Regions from separate parts of the Sus scrofa genome. Here region 2 is linked to region 1. The links are chromatin contacts, called in public HiChIP or PLAC-seq maps. All regions are on one chromosome and are shown on one strand. Each heading gives the region's core, a stretch centred on a gene start, on an enhancer-like site or on the middle of the called end of the contact. The rest is flanking DNA. Distances are from core to core; before and after follow the strand shown.

Region 1 (5,397 bases), core at 2,161-4,660:
TGGTCCCCTATGTTTGTGCAACTTTGATTCACACTAACAGAAAATAATCTTACAATAAAAAGTCAGTTAATAATGTAAATGAAGACTGTTAATCAATAAAAACATCAAATTGTTTCGTGTGTACCTGCTAAGAAGTTTTTATGTTACTGTTAACTTTAGTTGTACCAAAGTGTTTACCACTAAATTAGGATATGTATTACATCATTTGCAGGAAATGAAACTAGAAAGCAAACTGTTTTTTAGTGTTGGTAGATTGGTTGAAAGTAAGGACAGAAAAAGAGACTTTAAAGCATATTTTTCACATTTTAGCTGCTTTTAAAATTGAGAAAAGCAGTTTTTCCTAATTTAATCCTTTCCATAAATTTTAAAATCCGTAAGTTGTTAGTGAAGCCAAGATTAATGAACCCTACTGGCCAAGAATATCCAGAGGTTTAGTCACTGATTTCATTTATCTACTTGGTGACTTTTAGGCTTTATTTTTTCCTAAGTCATACCATTTTTTTTTCATTAGCACATAATTAGGTATTAAATAGATGGCCTTTTTACAAAATATCTTTGTGACAGTTATTAATCTTGCTTGCATATAAGTATAATAAGAAAAAATTAGTTTGTCAGGGCAGGACCTATCACATTACATTTAAAAACACTGTGCTAGGTACTGTTTAAGTACTTACATATGTTAACTTACTTACTCATCACCACAATTCTAGGGCATTAGAATGTAAATGTGCTCTAATGCACCTTTGCGAGAATAGGGATTTGCTCTAATAAGCTCAAAGAGGTGTCACCTAGTGGCATAACTGGAATTTGAACTCAAGTAGTCTGGGGCTTTAATTCAGGCCTTAAAATTACTGTACTACACCGCATTTTAGTTTAAAGATGAATTTTAAAAGGTAGTTCACTTTTTTTTTTTTTTTAATGGGCATTCTTTTCTCTTTAAATTGAGTCTCTTTTATGTTTAGCAGCAGCATTCTACCATTTGATCCCACACTTCTCTCTTGTGGCTCTTCAGTTTAGATATGGTAGAAAAGCTTAACATCTTGCTTTTGGAAATCAAAATAGGTGATTGAATATAAAGAATTAATTTATTAATAGGTGATTAACTGAGTATATAGAATAAATGCTATTTTCATCCAAAAGCACTTTTAAACAAAAGAAACTAGGGTCATTTATTGCTTAGATTTGGTGGTTTTAATTGTTTATCAGTACTCATAAGCAGTTATTAGAGGCCATATGGCCCCTTCTCATATAGTTTTACAGAAACAGCATATCACGCAGATAGAAAGAGCTTATAGAATATTTTGTTTTAGTTCTCTGCCCATATTTTAGAAGTATATGCTTTACAGTAAACCACCAATACATAAGGCTCATTTTTCCAATGAAGAATTCATAGGAACAGCCCAGCTCAGAAAATACGAATATGAAAGTTTGGTATTTTTGTTCTATGTTTACTAACTTTCTGTAAATTTTCAAAGTACATTTGAATGAAGACAATAGAGGGTACATAACCATGTTAATACCTCTTTAACATCTTCCTGAAAACTGACAGTCCATGTATGTCACTGCTGATAAAACAGTTTTGCCATGTTAGTCATCATATATATTCATTTTATTAAATGAGTTTAGAGTGATTTCTCTTTTCCTTGCTTTGAGAATCACTTCACTGAAAACAAAAATTATTATTGATAAAAAATTGAAACCAAGAAGTGTATTGGCAGGATGATAAAGGGCAGGTTGAGAACTACTAATGAAAGTATTTACGTTCATTATCTGGTTGGATTCTCAAAATAAGGATCAAATTAGGTATCTATATTCCTTTCTTATAGATGAGAAATCTGAGCTCAGAGAAATCCGTTGGTTTGTCTGTGGTTCACAGGTGATAATACCACCACTAGTGAACACTGATTGAATGCGTACTCTGTGCCAGCCACTATTCTAAAACTAAATGTCTTATACTTGTGCAGCCATTAAAAAACAAGTGCTCTTATTTACCTCATTTTACAGATGATTGATGATTTCAGAGTTGGTGTTTAAAATATTATTTAAGTATCTGGTTTACAACGATATAAAATACTGAATTCTACCAGTATCTCCTTAGTATTAAAAGTGTTTTGTGCAGTTTCTACTCAGATGTAATTGAAACAGTATTTCATAGCCATTAAACTATTTCTTCTTAGTCTCCATGTAGAATTTTTCAACAGTTACTAGTTTTTTTCCTTTCCTGAGTAATGTCAGTTCAGTTTGTGCCTTTTGTTTTCATTTCTTTTAGTCACCGCTGTCATTCACACTCTGTATCTTACATTTATCCCTTTGAAGTTGTTTCTCGAGAGTCTGCTCTGCCTATAAACAAGGGACCATAGTTGCTTTCAGTTTTATCGTCCAGTTTATGCAGAAGTCACTACTGAAAAAAACCTAGAATAAGATTGATTAGAAGTAAGTGATCTCAGTTTTGGATACAGATTAAAATGATGTATCTGAGGGAACTATCAAGAATGGCTCCACAAAAAGAAGTAAGGAAGCTCAGATTCTAATATAAGAAAGAAAACCTCTGTAGGATTAACCTATATTTGGTTATGCCTAGAATACTTTTACTGCTTTCGTCAGTAAGATTCTGCATGGTTTCCTTGTAGCTCTCCAGCAAGAAAAAGGAGGGTAATGACTACTTTTTCTTCTTCATGCAGAGGAGAGCTAAGAATGCTGTCCCTTCCACTCTCCTTTTAGAAGACCCAGATATTATTACTGTGATAATTCCTCTTAGTTTGGGAAAATTCAAGTGGCCATAGAAAGGACTTCCTTTGTGAAAGAAGTCAAAGGCTCTCACAAATCCAAAGTGGCTTTGAGATGGGGCTATTCTAAATTTTAGAGAGCCAGTTAAGTCAAAACCTGGGAGCACTAGAGACAAAATTACTTGAGTGAAAAGAGCATTAAGTTCTTGTAGTAAAAAACAAAAAGATTAAGAATGACAAGGTGGAGTTCAGTCATGGCTCAGTAGTAATGAGTCCAGCTAGTAAACATGAGGACATGGGTTTGATCCCTGGCCTTGCTCAGTGGGTTAAGTATCCAGCATTGCTGTGAGCTGTGGTGTAGATCGCAGATGTGGCTCAGATCCCTAGTTGCTGTGGCTGTTGTATAGGCCAGAACCTGGAGCTCCTGTTTGGCCCTTAGCCTGGGAACTTCCATATGCCACGGGTACAGCCCTAAAAAAGACCAAAAAAAAAAAAAAAAAAAAAAAAAAAGAATGATAAGGGTGATACTTATATATTTATCATGTTGTGCATTACATCCCTAGTGCTTATTTAATATGAGTTTGTTTGGTTGGTTGTTAATGAAGTATAATTGTCCTACACTATGTTACTTCCTGTTACACAACATGGTGATTTGATATTTCTGTATATTTCAAAATGATTACCATGATAAGTCTAGTTATGATCTTTCACCATACAGGGATATTACATAATTATTGACTGTATTTCCCGTATTGTGCATTTCATACTCGTGACTCATTTATTTTGCAACTAGAATTTATACGTCTTAATCTTCCTCACCTATTTGTTTCCTGCCCCCCCCCAACCTTCTTTCCCTTTACCAACTAGGGGTTCTCTGTATCTGAGACTCTTTTTCTGTTTTGTTATGTTTGTTCATTTTTTAGATTCTACGTATAAGTGAAATCAAACATACTTGTCTTTCTGACTTATTTCTCTTAGCATAATACCTTCTATGTCCATGTTGTCACAAATGACAAGGTTTAGTTCTTTGTTGTGTCTGAGTAATATTCTACTATAACATTGCCATATGTTATATACAAAAGTTGTTAAGAGGGTAACTCCTAAGAGTTCTCATCATAAGAAATTTTTTTCTAATTAATTTGTATCTATATGAGTAATAGATGTTCCATAAACTTATTGTGGTATCATTTCATGATATATGTTAAGTCAAATCATTACACCGTACATCTTAAACTTATTATTGCTGTATATTAGTAATATCTCGATAAAACTAGGAGAAAGAAAAAAGAATGATAAGGGTTAAATGATCATGGTAATTTTGATTGCTTTATGTTGTTTAGCAGTGTAACAGCTTGACAAAGTTAACAGTTTAATCAGGGGATTTATCTTTGCTATAGATGGAAAATTTATTTTTATAAATTTGAATGGATTTTAAGCTGAAAAAGTTTTTGATTCTCAGGAGAGATATAGCTGAGTGTTTATATACATTGTATAGTTGTATCTGTGATTACAAGAAATACCACCTAGTTATCATGTTAAGAGCTTTTTGTATGTATAAGTGAAAGTGTTCTCATTTTACAGGTTCAGATTCTGAAGTACAGTGTTAAGTGCACATTGTGATATTCTTAGTGGTAGAGCAGAGATTCTGACTTAGGCAGTCAACTGTAAAGCCTGCATTTTATTTAATTTAATTTAATTTTATTTTATTTTATTTTGGCTTCACCTGCACCATGCAGAAGTTCCCAGGCCAGGGATTGAGCCCAAGCCACAAGGCTGGATACTTAACCTGCTAAGACACCAGGGAACTCCTAAAGCGTACATTTTAAGCTGTACTGCCTGCCTATGAGTGATAAGCTATATACCATTTTATGGAAGCAATTTTCTGAGGGGCGAATACTTGGAAGTATTAAAATCAAGAAGTGACACCTTTTTTTTGGCCTTGCCTGCAGTATATGGAGCTCCCAGGCCAGGGATCAACCTGCAGAACAGCAGCCACCTGAGCTGCTGCAGTAACACCACCAGATAATTAACCTGCTACACCACAAGGCAACCTCCTAAAGAGTGACAGCTTTGTCAAATTAGTAAAACACTATGTTTATCTATTATCCGTATGAGGTACCCTATAGAGTTTTCTAGGTCTTCCTGGTTTAGCATTCTAGTCTTTCTGATTAAGCTCTTTGATAGAAATGGTGGTTCCTATTTCCTGCAAATTATTCCTGCCTTATAAGACTTTGCGCATCATTCATATTATTTCCAATATGTTTTACAAAGTCCTGACTTTAACTCACTGCTAACGCAATCTCTGTAAAATCATCCCTAGTAATCCCATCTGGATATATGGCCCTTTCACCCTTAAGATAAAAACTTTATTGTGATATAATTCATATATAATTCACCACCAACTTGATCTATACAATTTACTGGATTGGTTATACTCGCAGAGTTGTGCAGCCATCACTGTAGTCAATTTTGGAAAGTTTTTATCCCTGAAAGAAACCCCATATCTATTAGCAGCCTCTACCTTCCCCCATTTTGCCCCAAATCTCCATTCTTGGCAGCTACTAATCTATTTTCCATACTATAAATTTGCCTTCTGTATATTTCTTGTAAATAGAATCATTTAATATGTGTGACTCTTTTGTCTGCTTCATTCATTTAATACATGATTTTT
Region 2 (5,397 bases), core at 1,121-3,620, 290 kb after region 1:
GAAGTGCTAAGAAAATGATTTAGTAAAACTGGGGCTATAAAACTGAAAGAATGTGGAGCTTCAGAATTCAGGAGCTCTGGGAATAGAAAAGCCATAAGAGCAAGAACAAGAAGAGATTAGCTGGAAACCAGAGTGCACCCCCAAATGAACTTTGGAAAAAGGATCTAGAATCATCCACTCAGTCATTTTTTAAAACAGTTTATTTGTGTATTTTTCAGGTATCAAGATGAATAAGAAGTAGTTCCTGCCCTTAAGGAGCTTTTCTAGTTGAGGAAATAAACATAGATAAATAACAAAACAAAAAAACAAGTGCTCTGTGGATCCGTATACAGCAACATGTCATGGGGAGGCAGAACACTGAGCAATCAGTTTCCATCTGGATCGTGATCAGGGTATCAGTACAAGAGCCATGAGGAATAAGCATGTTTTCAATATGACAAGAATGAAGGAATGGGCATTTATCGATATAAGAGCAACATGAGAAAAGTTATGGGTGCACTAGAAGACATGGACCTTGAGAATTCTCATTGTGGCATGGCAGAAAGGAATCTGACTAGTATCCATGAGGATGCAGCTTCAACCCCTGGCCTGGCTTAGTGGGTTAAGGATCTGGCGTTGCCGTGAGCAGTGGTGTAGGTCACAGATGCAGCTCCGATTCAACCCCTAGCTTGGGAACTTCCATATGCTCCAGATGTGGCCCTAAAAAAGACAGAAGAATAAAAGTAAAAGATGTAGACTTTCAAGGAACATATATGGTCTAATATAGGTGTTACATAGGAATGTGGGACCAGGGCATATGTGGTGATGAAGTCAAAGAGGCTGGAAATAGAGTGACCTACAAGAGTAAGGAATTTTGACCTTTTTTTTTTCTTTTAAATTGAGATATAATTTGACATGTAACATTATATTAATTTCAGGTATACAATAGAATGATTTGATATATGTATATATTGCAGAATGATCACAATAAGTCTAGTGAACATTCATCACCACACAGTTAAAATTTTTTTTCTTGGGATGAGAACTTTTAAGATCTATGCTATTAGCAACAGTATTGTTAACATCACCGGATGTACATTACGTCCTCATGATGTAATTATTTTGGAAGTCTGTACCTTTTGACCACCTTCACCCATTTTGGCCATTCCCCACCCCTTGCCTCTGGAAACCACCGATCTATTCTCTGTTTCTATGAATTTAGTTGTTATTTAATTTTATGTTTTAGATGCCATATATAGGTGAGGTCATATGGTATTTATTTTTCTCTGACTTAACTTCACTTTGCATAATGCCCTCAGGGTCCATCCATTTTGTTACATATGGCAAGGCTTCATTTTTTTTAAATGGCTGAGTAATATTCCATTGGATTTATATATAATCACATTTCCATTCATCCATTGATGAAGACTTAGGTTGCTTTCATATCTTGCCTGTTGTAAAAAAAGCTGCAGTGAACACGGGGGGTTCCTGTATCTTTTTGAGTAAGTGTTTTCGTTTTTTTTAGATAAATACCCAGAAGTGAAATTGTTGGAATTGGCAGTTCTATTGGCAGGAACCTCTAGACTGTTTTCCATAGTGGCTGCATCTATTTACATTCCCACCAGCAATGCACGGTGATTTTCTTTTCTCTCCGTCCTTGCTAACACTTGTTATTTCTTATCTTTTTGATGATAGCCCTTCTAACAGGCATGAGGTGGTATCTCACTGTGGTTTTGATTTGCATTCCCCTGATGATTAATGATGTTGAGAACCTTTTCAGGTACCTGTTGGCTATCTTCTGTCTTCTTTGGAAAAATGTCTGGATCCTCTGCCCATTTTTTAATTGAATTGTTTTTGCTACTCAGTTATATGAGTTCTTTATGTATTTTGGATATTAACCCCTTATCAGATACATGATTTGCAGATATTTTCTACAGTGTGGTAGGTTGTCTTTTTGACTAGTTTAGAAATAAGAAACATTTCTGTCTTTTGAGGAGAGAAGTTACACAAGGACAAAAGAAAATTACACATACAAAACTTGAGGGAAGTGGTAGGGGAAGAAGGGCTGCTTCTGAATGAGATGAGAGTGTTGGTAAGTGGAAAGAGGAAAAATGAGAGGAAATGTGAAGATTCAGGATTGAATGAATACATAATAGAAGAGGGATAATCGATAGGGCAAGATCTTGTGTTATTATAGCATCGACTCTATTTTTGTGTGGAAAATGTGTATATTAAAAGCATCCTAGAAATATGTTTGCTATTTGTCTATAGTAACATCTGAAAACACATTTGAAAGTGCTTTAGAATAGGCACTTAAAGAAAGGGCCAGATATTAAATATTGTAGGCTTTGTGGGTCACATGTGGTCTCTATTGCATATGCTTCTGCTTTTCTTCCTTTGCTTTCTTCTTTTTCCTTCCTCTTTAAAACTGTAAAATCATTCTTAGCTCATTTGCCATACTAAAAACAGGCCATTGGCCAGATTTGGCCTGTAGGTCATAGTTTGCTGACCCTTGCTTTAGAACTTAATTATCCTAATAGAACATTTGGTTCCACCACCCGACCAAAAAAAACCCTTTTCTCTCTCTCTCTCAATAAGTGAAGACAGAAATAGGTCTTTCTTTGAGAATAAAACATTTTAATACATTTGAATGTATATGACCCCTGACCATCATCACTCAGATTTGTGAAGATAGTCTGTTTCCTTCTCTGGACCATAATGGCAGGTGTAACAAATAATGTTTAACAGAACAAATAATGTTTAACAGAAATAATACTGCGTGACATCTGAAAACAGGATTATGAGAGGTGATACACCTTCTGCCCCTCTCTCCTCTCTTCTTCTCTCTCTCCACATACATTTGGAGCTCTAAGGTGCCGTGTAGTAATAGCTACCCTGAAGTTTCCGTGCTGAAAAGACCATGGGGAGATCACATAGACATAGGGAGAGATGTCTGAGGAAACCCAGCTGTTCCTGCCCCCAGCTATTTTAAGTCTTCCCAGAGCAGGCACCATGCATATGAATGAGCAAGTCCCAGATGATTTCAGTACCAGCTACCATCTGCTGCAAGCTCATGAGACACCCTAAGCAAGAAACTTAGTCAAGCCCCAGAACCATGAGAGACAATAGTAAAACTGTGGTTGTTGTTTTAAGCCAAAGTTTTAGGGTAATTTGTTACATAGCAATAGATAATCAGAAATGATTTTGAGACCTGGAAATGGAGTGTTATTAGAACAAAACCTAAGACATATGGCAGTGGCTTTGCAGCTGAGCTGCCTGCATACGTTGGAAGGGCCTTGAAGAGATTAACAGCAGAAATCTGATGGATCTTGAGGTTGTCAGTAGGGCTTAAAGGAAAGTGAGGAGAAAAGTTATTAAAGCTGGGGGAAAAGCCCTTGTATGATAATGTAGAAATACAAAATACACTTAACGAACTTATAGATAAGCCTGAACAGTTTTCAGGCTAAAGTTTTAAACTTTTACCTGGTTTAAAAGAGCTGATATGAAATACTAGTAATGATGAGCTAGAGAAGAAATTACTCCGTTTTCAAGCAAAATTTTGAGGAAATACATTAAGTCAAAACTTGCTGGGTTAGAAAATAAAACCCTTTTCCGACTGCCAGTCTCTTGCAGCAGCATATTCCCAAAGTAAGGAAAAGGGTCTCAGGACAAAATCAGATTCACATCTCTGTTATAAAAAGTTCTCAGGGTAAAGATGAAGCTAAAGATTTGATTGTGAAATCCTTTTTTAAGACACCAGAAGAGGGAAAAATTTGCAATTTAGGATACTCTACCCAGCAAAGTTATCATTTAGAATAGAAGAGATAATTTCTCAGATAAATAAAAACTTAATATGGCAATGCTAAACTTTTCTAAAGGAAATATTGAAAGGTCTTCTCTAAATAGAAAGGAAATAAGAGTCTTTAGGAAAGATAAAATCACAATTGCAAAAACAGTACACAGATTTAAGAAAAGAAAGAAAATCAAAAAAGACACCAGAAAAATTTAAGGTGGTACTTTACAGGGAGCCCCAGGTAGACAAGATTTGTTGGTGCAGTTTTGTCTAATGAATAAACCTCAATAAGATCAATAATATTCATAAGAAACTTACAAAGCTTTTGAGAAAATTATATTGTAGAAATACTATCAGTTTGAGCTGTAAGGAACAGAGATGGCTTCAAAAATGAAAAGAGGCTTTTAGACCCTAGAACTTCTACAGGCAGGAAGTAGACTTATCAAACTACCGAACTTAAATTTGGGCTATGTTTTATGGGATAGGAAGAATAACTCAGAGGTTGGAGCCAGGAGTTAAGGAGAATCATTGCAGGCAAAAGACGTAAACCCTAATCAAGGAATTGGCAGTGTACGCCCAGTTGGATTTGCTGTGGTCGAGAGACTGCCCCATGCCTTTTGTTTCTCCTTTTGAAGGGGAGTATTTATAGTAACTATCCTATGTCTGTCTACCCTACCATGATATTGGTTGTGTATGGGACAGATAATTTGTCTCTCTAGTTCATAGGTTTCAGACCTAGAGGAATGATACTTTTCCCTCTAGGAAAAGGTACTTTTCTCATTACTTTTCTTCCTTCCTTTTATTTATTTTTTGGTAATTTTAAATCAAATAAACAACAGAAAATATATTTGAATGTAACTTGAATGACTGTAAATAAGCAAAAAAAATTCTGGAGTTCTCATTGTGGCTCAGCAGTATCCTGACTAGTATCCATGAGGATACGGGTTCGATCCCTGGTCTTGCTCAGTGGGTTAAGGATCCGGCATTGCCAAGAGCTATGGTGTAGGTTGAAGACATGTCTCAGATCTGGCATTGCTGTGGCTGTGCCAGCAGCTGCAGCTCCATTTCAACCCCTAGTGTGGAAACTTCCATATGCTGCAAATGCAGCCCTAAAAAAAAAAAAAAAAAATTCTCTTGAAGCTCATATTTTCATATATGCTAGGTACCTAACATAGGGCCTGCCTGATGCAGAATTTTTTTTATAGGTGCTTGATTGCTTTATCATTCTCTTACCCTGTCAGTGGCATTATCTTTATCTATGATGTCCAGTTCCTGCATGCTGACTTCTAGTTCACCAGGGCCCTCTATTCGCACCACCCCTCCTGCACCCCAATCAGGCCTCTCCATGTGCTCCAGACTTTGGCTTTTTATTGTCATCTTAACTCTGAACTTGCTTATGTTACTTTTTCAAAAACTTACAGAGTGACTAGATAATTAACACAAATAATACTAATGTGTTGGAGTTCCCGTCATGGCGCAGTGGTTAACAAATCCGACTAGGAACCATGAGGTTGCGGGTTCGGTCCCTGCCCTTGCTCAGTGGGTTAATGATCCGGCGTTGCCGTGAGCTGTGGTGTAGGTTGCAGACGTGGCTCGGATCCCGCGTTGCTGTGGCTCTGGCGTAG

The links. HiChIP or PLAC-seq counts read pairs in DNA pulled down with a chosen protein or histone mark.
Region 2: an H3K27ac HiChIP or PLAC-seq map of alveolar macrophages shows a contact between it and region 1. The contact joins two enhancer-like sites. A contact is called at or near these places in 1 of 47 Hi-C or Micro-C datasets (heart right ventricle) and 1 of 2 datasets of contacts at active chromatin or transcription factors (alveolar macrophages).

The regions. Positions count from the first base shown.
Region 1 is chr5:26,968,786-26,974,182 of Sscrofa11.1, forward strand. The region is part of intron 1 of USP15 (ubiquitin carboxyl-terminal hydrolase 15); the gene reads left to right. Among named protein-coding and RNA genes, the nearest start is that of USP15, 7.1 kb to the left of the region's middle. Within about 2 kb of position 3,411, at least 11 of the 83 cell types and tissues checked have an H3K27ac peak or open chromatin away from gene starts, as enhancers often do. A contact at or near this core is called in alveolar macrophages, where this site is marked.
Region 2 is chr5:27,264,686-27,270,082 of Sscrofa11.1, forward strand. No RefSeq gene overlaps it. Among named protein-coding and RNA genes, the nearest start is that of MIRLET7I, 15 kb to the left of the region's middle. Within about 2 kb of position 2,371, at least 4 of the 83 cell types and tissues checked have an H3K27ac peak or open chromatin away from gene starts, as enhancers often do. A contact at or near this core is called in alveolar macrophages, where this site is marked.